Regions from separate parts of the Salmo salar genome. Here region 2 is linked to region 1. The links are chromatin contacts, called in public Hi-C maps. All regions are on one chromosome and are shown on one strand. Each heading gives the region's core, a stretch centred on a gene start, on an enhancer-like site or on the middle of the called end of the contact. The rest is flanking DNA. Distances are from core to core; before and after follow the strand shown.

Region 1 (4,379 bases), core at 1,158-3,657:
AACTCCAGTATAGATTTGGCCTTGTGTTTTAGGTTATTGTCCTGCTGATAGGTGAATTTATCTCACAGTGTCTTGGCTCCATTCCATTTTTTTTACCCTGAAAAACTCCCCAGTCCTTAACGGTTATAAGCATACCCATAACATGATGCAGCCTCCACTATACTGGAAAATATGGAGGGTGGTAGTCAGTAATGTGTTGTATTGGATTTGCCCTAAACATAACACTTTTTATTCAGGACAAAAAGTGAATTGCTTTGCCACATTTTTGCAGTATTACTTTAGTGCCTTGTTGCAAACAGGATGCAAATTTTAGACTGTTTTTATTCTGTACAGGCTTCCTTCTTATCACTGTCAATTAGGTTAGTATTGTGGAGTAACTACAACATTGTTGAGCCATCTTCAGTTTTCTATCACAGCCATTTTATGGGGTATTGTGTGTAGACCAGTGACAAAAAAAATCTACATTAAATCAATTTTAAATTCAGGCTGTAACACAACAAAATGTGGAAAAAGTCAAGGGGTGTGAATACTTTCGAAAGGCACTGTACATGTGAAAATAAATTCTACCTACCAATGTTGAACCTACTCTACGTTTGGTTTCTGTCTAGGAATAAGAGCATGTTCAACATTGGTTAGAATAGCTTCATATAAAATCATTTTTATTGTAAATAAAAAAGGTTGACCTGTGTGACTTGTGACCAGCACTGAAACTAGCTCTCATAGACAAACCAGTTCAAAGTCAGCAATGACATCACTTTGCAACCGGTTCTAAGTGCCTTACAAGGGTTCTACTGAAGAAAAAACTATTCATTCCAGGAACTGAGTGTGTGACATGCCTTAAAAGTGTTCTTCTTCTAAAAAAAATAGATAAATGATTGTGTGCGTGCGTCTTCCTCCCTCCGTCTCAGGCCGCAGTAAGGAAATGAACAGCAATCACTGTACCATGACTTGAAATCCACTGAGCATCCAGCTTTAATTGAGCTCTCACTTGTGTTCAGATTTAATGGAAAACAAGGCCCGCTTCCCCCAGTTACTGAGTAATGAACATGCATATTCAGAGGTTACAATTAAATCCACCTCTCTTTTTCTCTCCTTTTTCATCTTCAGGTGGACTGCGTTTCTTGTACTGTAGTGTTTCAAAATTCAACATGGAATACAATGCTAAAATGTTTTCCTATTAAAATAGTCTCTTATTATAAGTGATTATAGGGGATGTGAGGTAACACATTTATGAAAACAATTTGAACACCATTTGAGCAAAATATCCCCCTTCTATGCATAGCTCTGCAGTGTACCTGTGGTTATTAGAAATATAGCCCTTTTCTATATAGTATAGTACAACACATATTGCAGGCTAATACTGTGTTACCGTAGATCTACTTTAACCTGTCTCTGCAAGAGTTAAATATTAATAATCTACTGTACACATTCATACAAACATGCATAAAATATTAATGCATTTGTTTAGGTTAAATAATGATAATATTGGTCATTTAAAGGCGCAAACAATTAGTTATTCACAATATATATCAATAGTATAGCTTAACATCTGTAATAGCCAATATGCTTATTTTGAGCCACAGCCTGTTCACCCCGCTACCATCTAGGCTGAGACAGTACAGGTGCATCAAAGCTGGGACCGAGAGACTTTTAAACAGCTTCTATCTCCAGGCCATCAGACTGTTAAACAGTCAGCACTATCCGGCCTCCGCCCAGTACCCTGCCCTGAACTTAGTCACTGTTACTAGCCTGCTACCACCCGGTACTCTACCCTGCACCTTAGAGACTCCTTTGTCCTATGTACATAGTCATTGAATACTGGTAACTTTAATAATGTTTACATGCTGTTTTCCCCACTTTATTTATATGTAAATACTGTATTGTATAAAGCTGCTGTACACACCTTTTCTATTCATATTGTCTATCTGTGTGTGTGTGTGTGTGTGTGTGTGTGTGTGTGTGTGTGTGTGTGTGTGTGTGTGTGTGTATATATATACTTTTTTATGGAATCTTACATTTCTTATTCTGATATTTCTTAATTCTTTTTACTTTTTGGCTTGTGTGCGTATTGACTGGTATCATTACTGCACTGTTGGAGCTAGAAACAAGCATTTCGCGGCACCTGCGATAATCTGTGTACACGACCAAGAAACTTTGATTTGAATTGATTTTTTGCAAATATAATTGATCGTTTCTCTAATTGCATGTGCGCCCTGGAAGGAAATTATGCATTGAATAAAATGTTGCCATTAGGGAATGTAAAAAAAATGTATATCGACATTTTAACTAATCAATTGTTACATTGTCATAGGAACGTTATGACCGATATGGGGCGTGGTTTTCTGAATTTTATAGGCGGGTTTCTGTATTGACGTCAATTGGATTGGTTAGGTGACGAGCCCTCGCCCCGCCCAGTAGGGGGTAAGGGAGGGTATGCAGAGAGAGGGAGGGAGCTAGGCTGAGTTGATCCCACGTGTGACGATTCCATTCCCGGCTCAGTAATATTCTCATAGCGGGGCTTTGCATAGCTTTTGCCGTGTCTGTGTGTGTGTGTCTGTTACTGTAGTTACTGCCTATAGTTTGGTTAGCTATGGAAGGAGACGGGAGTCAAGCCACATCTGGAAGCCCAAATGATTCACAACATGACCCCGGGTAAGATTATAACATTTTCGATTATTTATTGGATTTTTCATGTGAGATTATCTGGCAGAGGAAGGAGCACTATGCCGTGCTGGATTCAGTTTGCAGTGCGCACATAACCATTGGTCTTTCCTTCCGGATGCAGTTAGTGATGGCTACGAGGCTTCTGCTTTGCTTTGGTAGATTACAGTAGCAAGTGTGGCCTCCCCCTTTTAACAAAATACATTATTGCTATCGAGCGAATGTTTTTTTTTTTTTGCTTCTCTATTTAAGATCGCTTTTATAAGTAGTTAGTCTTCAAAATGGCCGATCTAACATCTGGACTCACTTCTGCTATGTTTTCTTCTTACAGTAAAATGTTTATCGGTGGCCTCAGTTGGCAAACCTCACCAGGTGAGACAATTATTCCCTTACATGTCCCATGTTTCATGTTGTTTTGTTGCAACGATCGATTGTGCTTGCACGCGTTCTCTGTGTGTGCGTGTGTGCAGTATACTATATGGATATGTGTGTGCCTGTGTGCGTGCAAGGTTGTTTGTTATTTCCAATCATCTGAAGTCCTCTATTCGACCCCTATGTGCATTGCAGGGCGTGTTTGAATCACACTGACAACAGTATGACGACCATTTGTACTTGACTAATTACCCAATATATTTCCTCTATTCACAGACAGCCTTAGAGACTATTTTAGCAAATTCGGAGAAATAAGAGAATGTATGGTGATGAGAGACCCCACGACAAAACGTTCCAGGTAAAATAAAAGGTTTTTACTTTTGCTTTCCAGTAGATGAAATTATATCCTACACTTGTGTACATGCCACATTTTAACCCGGGCTGTTTGTCCCGCGTTGTGTTTCGCAGAGATAGCTGCAGCTGTATTGCTCGCAGTAAACTGCGGGCAAATGCAATTTGACATTGACTTTGGCAATTGGGACTGCAATAACGTCATATAACTTAAATATCAGTGCCCGCAATTACTATAGTAATCTATAATTCAGGATAGTCGTATCTCTATCGTCTGAATGAATAGTGTTTAATTAGGATAGTGTAAGTACATGTGTGTGCAGTTCTATTTTTTGAAAGCTAATGAAATTCCTGATACACGTTAATGCACTGAGAGAAACAGCTGACTTTATATTCTATGTTCTCATTTGCATAAATAATGTGTGATCTAATTGATGTTTCTTTGTGTTTCTTTGTTTTGCAGAGGATTTGGGTTCGTTACGTTTGCAGATGCTGCCAGTGTAGATAAAGTCTTAGCTCAACCACACCACGAATTAGACTCAAAGACGGTATGTCTGTGTTTTGATGTCATTTGCAATGATATTTTACTGTCTGTGTTGCACATTTTAAATGTTCATCATTGCCTTCATTTCACAGGCATGCTTGAGTTGTAATAATACTGTAATATAAGTTCCACATAGAAAAATAATACCACATTGAAACCAACAACAACTGCAGTACATCCATGTGTGGCAGGTGGCATCTCAGAATGCCATGTACCGGTCACTGGGTTGGCCCTCTTGGTAAAGACCTCTTTGGTAAAACCATACATTTTATCATAGCTGTAGATGTGGAATTAGCCCACGATAACAGCGTTGCCTCCTCCATGCAAACTCTTACAGTAAAACACCACTCAGAGGTGAATCTCATGTCTGCTCAAATTCCCTTTTCTGAGTGAATTAAGCTCTCATGCCCCCTTTCCCCATTACCATTAGGGCTCCACATGTGCACATATC
Region 2 (4,800 bases), core at 315-2,814, 44 kb after region 1:
TGGTGGGTTGGGTTGTGTTGTGATGTGATATGGTGGGTTGTGATATGGTGTGTTGTGTTGGGTTGTGATGTGTTGGATTGTGATATGGTGGGTTGGGTTGTGTTGTGATATGGTGGGTTGTGGTATGTTGGGTTGGGTTGTGTTGTGATATGGTGGGTTGTGGTATGTTGGGTTGTGTTGTATTGTGATATGGTGGGTTGGGTTGTGTTGTGATATGGTGGGTTGTGGTATGTTGGGTTGGGTTGTGTTGTGATATGGTGGGTTGGATTATGTTGGGTTGGGTTGTGTTGTGTTGTGATATGGTGGGTTGGGTTGTGTTGTGATATGGTGGGTTGGGTTGTGTTGTGATATGGTGGGTTGTGATATGTTGTGTTGTGTTGGGTTGTGATGTGTTGTGATATGTTGGGTTGGGTTGTGTTGTGATATGTTGTGTTGTGATATGTTGTGTTGTGATATGGTGTGTTGTGTTGGTTGTGATGTGTTGTGATATGTTGTGTTGTGATGTGTTGGGTTGTGATATGTTGGGTTGTGATGTGTTGGGTTGTGATATGGTGTGTTGTGTTGGGTTGTGATGTGTTGTGATATGTTGGGTTGTGATGTGTTGGGTTGTGATATGGTGTGTTGTGTTGGGTTGTGATGTGTTGTGATATGTTGGGTTGTGATGTGTTGGGTTGTGTTGGGTTGTGTGTGGGAGTCATCACGACTCTGTGTGTGTTGTGCTCCTAACCACTAGGTGTTCCACTGGATCAAAGTCATGACGACAGCCTCTTGAAGTGGGTTAAGGTGGAACAGTCCAGGAGGGGGAGGCAGGCAAAACTCAGTACAGCTATTTTCTCTTATTGATCCCTTTCTGAAAGTTCTATTTTAGTGGAGATGGGGTTGTCTGTCTGAGGGGAGAGGAGGAGCAGGGCTTTCTCGCTGCCTCTTGTGTTCGATCAGAGTGCTTCTATCTAATGGAAGTAACCCACTTCAAAGCCGGCGCTGCCAGATCCTCTCCCTCAATCAGGACCCGGCAGCAAGATTAAAGCCAGCCCACATTAATCAGGTTTGATTAGTCGAGTCCAGAGCTCCAGCTGTTCCCTGTGACAGGCCAGCGAGGTGAGCTCCGAGCCCCCGGTGAGGGAGGGAGAGACGAGACCAGGCTGAGAACTGATTGTACCCCCTCGCTCATCTCTCACCCTCTCGCGCATGTGCCCTTCACATGCCCCGTTTTGTGGAGGCTTACCATTGCATAGTCTATCAATGATTTGATGACATTTTATTTCAAAGGCTTTTGTGTGTGTTTGTCTGAGATGATTTAGGTGTTAAATGTGGCATTAACTAGGGAAGCCCTCATTCTGTCCCTCCAACGCATTCTGAAGTGACATGTCACCGGCAGCTCCTCTGAAGCAGCTTATCTTCTTGCTGCTGTCTGAACCTGCATTTCACTGTATTGTAGTCCCATTCCATTTCATTAGCTCTGCCCAAAATGATTCATTTACATGACAGATGCCCTTATGCATGCAGCAGAGTGCAGGCCGGGAGCACAGCAGCAGAACACCACCTGTGATGTGAATTTGTTATTTGAACCTTTGGTCTAGAGTTCACCTCCTCTTTCTACCCACTACCCCACCGTCAGCGATAGTGTTGCCTGGCTCTTTTTACTACCGTCATACTGACAGCTAGTTATACTGTAATACACTGGGGAAACAACTCAATCTCTTTGCCTGTGAAGGGACCGTCTTTTTGCTCTTTGAAACTAGCCATTTTCTGCCGGTGAAATTAAAGATGGTTGTGTGTGTGTGTCTGACATAATGCGGGCTGCGGGCTATGTCTTTGGCTGAGCTCGGGGCTGCCAGGCCTTGTTGCTGCCTGCCAGGCCCCAGAAACTGGATCTCTGGGTCATTTAGACAGACCTTAAACACAGCACAACCAGCCAATGAATACCCTGGCGTCAGGTTACAGCTCCCTAAGACTCAGCTCCACAGCTCACACTGCTGATTGGGGTCAAGAGAAGCCCAGCAATCATCTAGAATTAGTACCCGATTTCAAATCTCCTGCACGCTTGAGTCATTTTGAATGCACGGTCGGAATGTAGGCGGGTCGCAAACAAGTTTGTTCGGAAGTTGTTGCGTTGCAAGCCTGTAATCTACCAGTGTAATCATGCTGATGAGTTTTGATTGTGCTGGATGCACTGATTTCAGTACGCACACAACAAGCTGTAGGAGCTTTTATTTAAAGAGGTGTATGTGCGTGCACATTTTTGTGTGTGCATGCGTGTGCATGTGAGTTTGTGTTCGGGGGCGGGGGCTGACATAGGATCACAAGACCACTGGTCGTCCCACCAACTCCAACTGCTATTAAGATAAGATCATAGCACCATGCCCCTAGAGGCTACTGTAACATGGCGCCTTGCCTTGGCTTGCTCTACCTCTGGCTGACTGAATACCAGTCAGTATAGTATGAGGGAGCTGCCTTGCTACTGGGTCTGTCATCTCAGTGCTTCAAAGTCGCTCATTGTCCCACCACACAAAAAACACACAGCCATTTATTTTCACTCCTGATAGATCAGCACATACTGCTGTACAGAACTCTGCCTTTATGTTCTCTCTCCTTCCTCCTTCCTCTCCCTTTGCTCTGTTTATTTCTGCACAACTTTGGGCTGCTGTTTTCTGAAGTGTTTCCAATGATAATGACTGCTGCGAGATAAAGAGTTATTTTTAGGTCAGCCATTGTGTTTGTCTTTCTGACTCAATGAAGTTTGGTTGAAACCGTTTGCTTTTGTTGTTGTGTTGTAGATTCTGTTTGTTGGCTTTGTACAGATTCTCTCTGAATACTGGGCATCATTTATGATTCATGTTTTCCCCCTACCATTGATCTTTTCTCATCCTGTGAATTCTGTTGTTTTTAAAAAAAACGGTAATATAGAGAGTCACGTTCTTATTTGTATCTCTCTGTTACACAAGTGGGAAGTTCAATAATTCCAGTCTCCCTCAGATAGCTAGGACTGTTTAAACACCCAACACACACATTCAGCAGCACTAGACTTTCTTTTCTCAAAAAAAGAGAGAGAACGATTTGCTGGCATACAGTTGTTCAATCATCTCTGCACTTCGTTTTGTGTGTTCTGTGCGGCAGCATCATTTGCGAGACAGATGTGTTCAGTCCTCCTTGTCCTGCAACAAAAAAGCATCCAGTAATTGCATCCATTTAGACCCCTGAAAGAGATGCATTTGATATGTGATCCCTAAAGCTGTCTTTTATTTTAAGACACAGACAAACAGTGTGAACGCTGAGAAAATAGCGCAGGACCTGCGTGAGGCTGTCGTCACCGACACAGCTTGAGAGCCAATTGAACAGTGGCGGGCTAGGCTATTCTGGGACACAATGGGGGGAAAAGTGAAGAAGTGGGCTGTGGTAATTGAGCGTGTGGGCAGGATGATGTTTTTAAATGGCCCAGTTAATTGTTATTTAAGGAATGGGCCTTTAACTGATGCAGTTAGTGGGCTGCACTCTGCCTTCCCTCGGCGTCCCCACCGGGATTGGTGGAGAGGGGCTGTGGGGGTGTGTCACAGATGAGTGTCATTATCATTACCATCTATTTGCATCTGGGGATGGATGCTCACGGACACGACAAGCCCAGCAGCCCTCTCCTCCTTATCCCTCCCTCCTTTTTTTCTGGTTCTCTCTCTCAGACATAATTTCTCCCTCTTCTCCACTACCTATTTATCTCTCTCTTCTCTCGCTGTTCTATATCCCATCTCTCTTCATCTCTCTTCCTCCTCTCTCTTCCATCCCAACACACCCCCCTCTTCAGTGCAGCTATGAATAGTGGAACTCTCACATTAAAGGTCTCCTCTGAGTCCTATTTCACATCATTGCTGTGATCTGTCTATTCCTTTAAGATATGCTGAATCGCTCTTAGGAGCCGTCCTACAAGTAATGGCGGCTGTATGATCTCATTGCTTGCTTTGCTCCAGGCAGTGAAGACATGTCGAGACATATTGACAAAATAATATATTTTTATTAAATCAAATAACAAGTGATTGACAGCTCTGTCTCCATCTAGCGTGTGAAAGTTCTCTGAACTCTTCGTGTTCCCCAAGCAGAGGTCAACGACCAGTCGGACCGGCCTTATGTAACGTTTTAAAAGGGACAGAAGATTTTTTTTCCAATGATTTCCCAAATCCAGGGAAGTGGGGAGATAGTAATGTAGTCTGTAAAGATCTTTGGATTCTCGTTCACGGTCTTGAACTGATGGGCTATAGCAGTACTTCTAGAAATGTGCTCATACTGTAACTGGATGCCATTTAGCATCAACAGTCTTAAGAACTTGATGGTGGTTTGAAAAATGTCCAGCTGTCAATCACTGGGTCATTTGATCTAATAAAGGCCTAGCAGGAAAATGTGGATTCCTCATTAAGCCTTGAAAGGTGGTGTCGTACGCATGTGGGGACAGACATGCACACAGTACTGTGTGTTGCCTGTGTTATGGCATGTTGTGGTGACAGTGTGTTGGTGACAGTGTTATTTTGGTCTGGCAGTGGGTGGGTGGACGTCCAGAGCTGTGCTGTGACGTGACCCCAGGTCCAGTCCTAGTGAAATGTGTCAGGGTGGAAAGTTTCCCCCAGGCAGTTCCCCTGACTTGTTCCTGCTCCCAGCTCATGGCTCCATGCACTGGCTTCAACTACCATGGAAAAATAGCTATATTTAGAAATGCTGTTGTGGGTGATGCTGCTGCTGGTTGTGCCATTGAAAGAGGTGCATTCATATGTTAAAACCCCTTGCCTTGACTGGCTTTGAATGAGAGATCACACAGAC

Evidence for each region. Hi-C and Micro-C count contacts between places; a contact is called where the count stands out from the background.
Region 2: a contact with region 1 is called in a Hi-C map of muscle, with 4 times the contacts expected there. The contact joins the enhancer-like site here to the promoter of LOC106603292 in region 1. A contact is called at or near these places in 2 of 3 Hi-C or Micro-C datasets (gill and muscle).

The regions. Positions count from the first base shown.
Region 1 is chrssa04:47,400,805-47,405,183 of Ssal_v3.1, forward strand. It overlaps LOC106603292 (RNA-binding protein Musashi homolog 2), which reads left to right and starts at 2,408. Exons shown (of 14, transcript XM_045717026.1): 1 at 2,408-2,652; 2 at 2,993-3,033; 3 at 3,310-3,391; 4 at 3,848-3,932. The coding sequence starts at 2,591.
Region 2 is chrssa04:47,445,332-47,450,131 of Ssal_v3.1, forward strand. The region is part of intron 5 of LOC106603292 (RNA-binding protein Musashi homolog 2); the gene reads left to right. Among protein-coding and RNA genes, the nearest start is that of LOC106603292, 45 kb to the left of the region's middle. Within about 2 kb of position 1,565, at least 1 of the 13 cell types and tissues checked has an H3K27ac peak or open chromatin away from gene starts, as enhancers often do. A contact at or near this core is called in muscle, where this site is marked.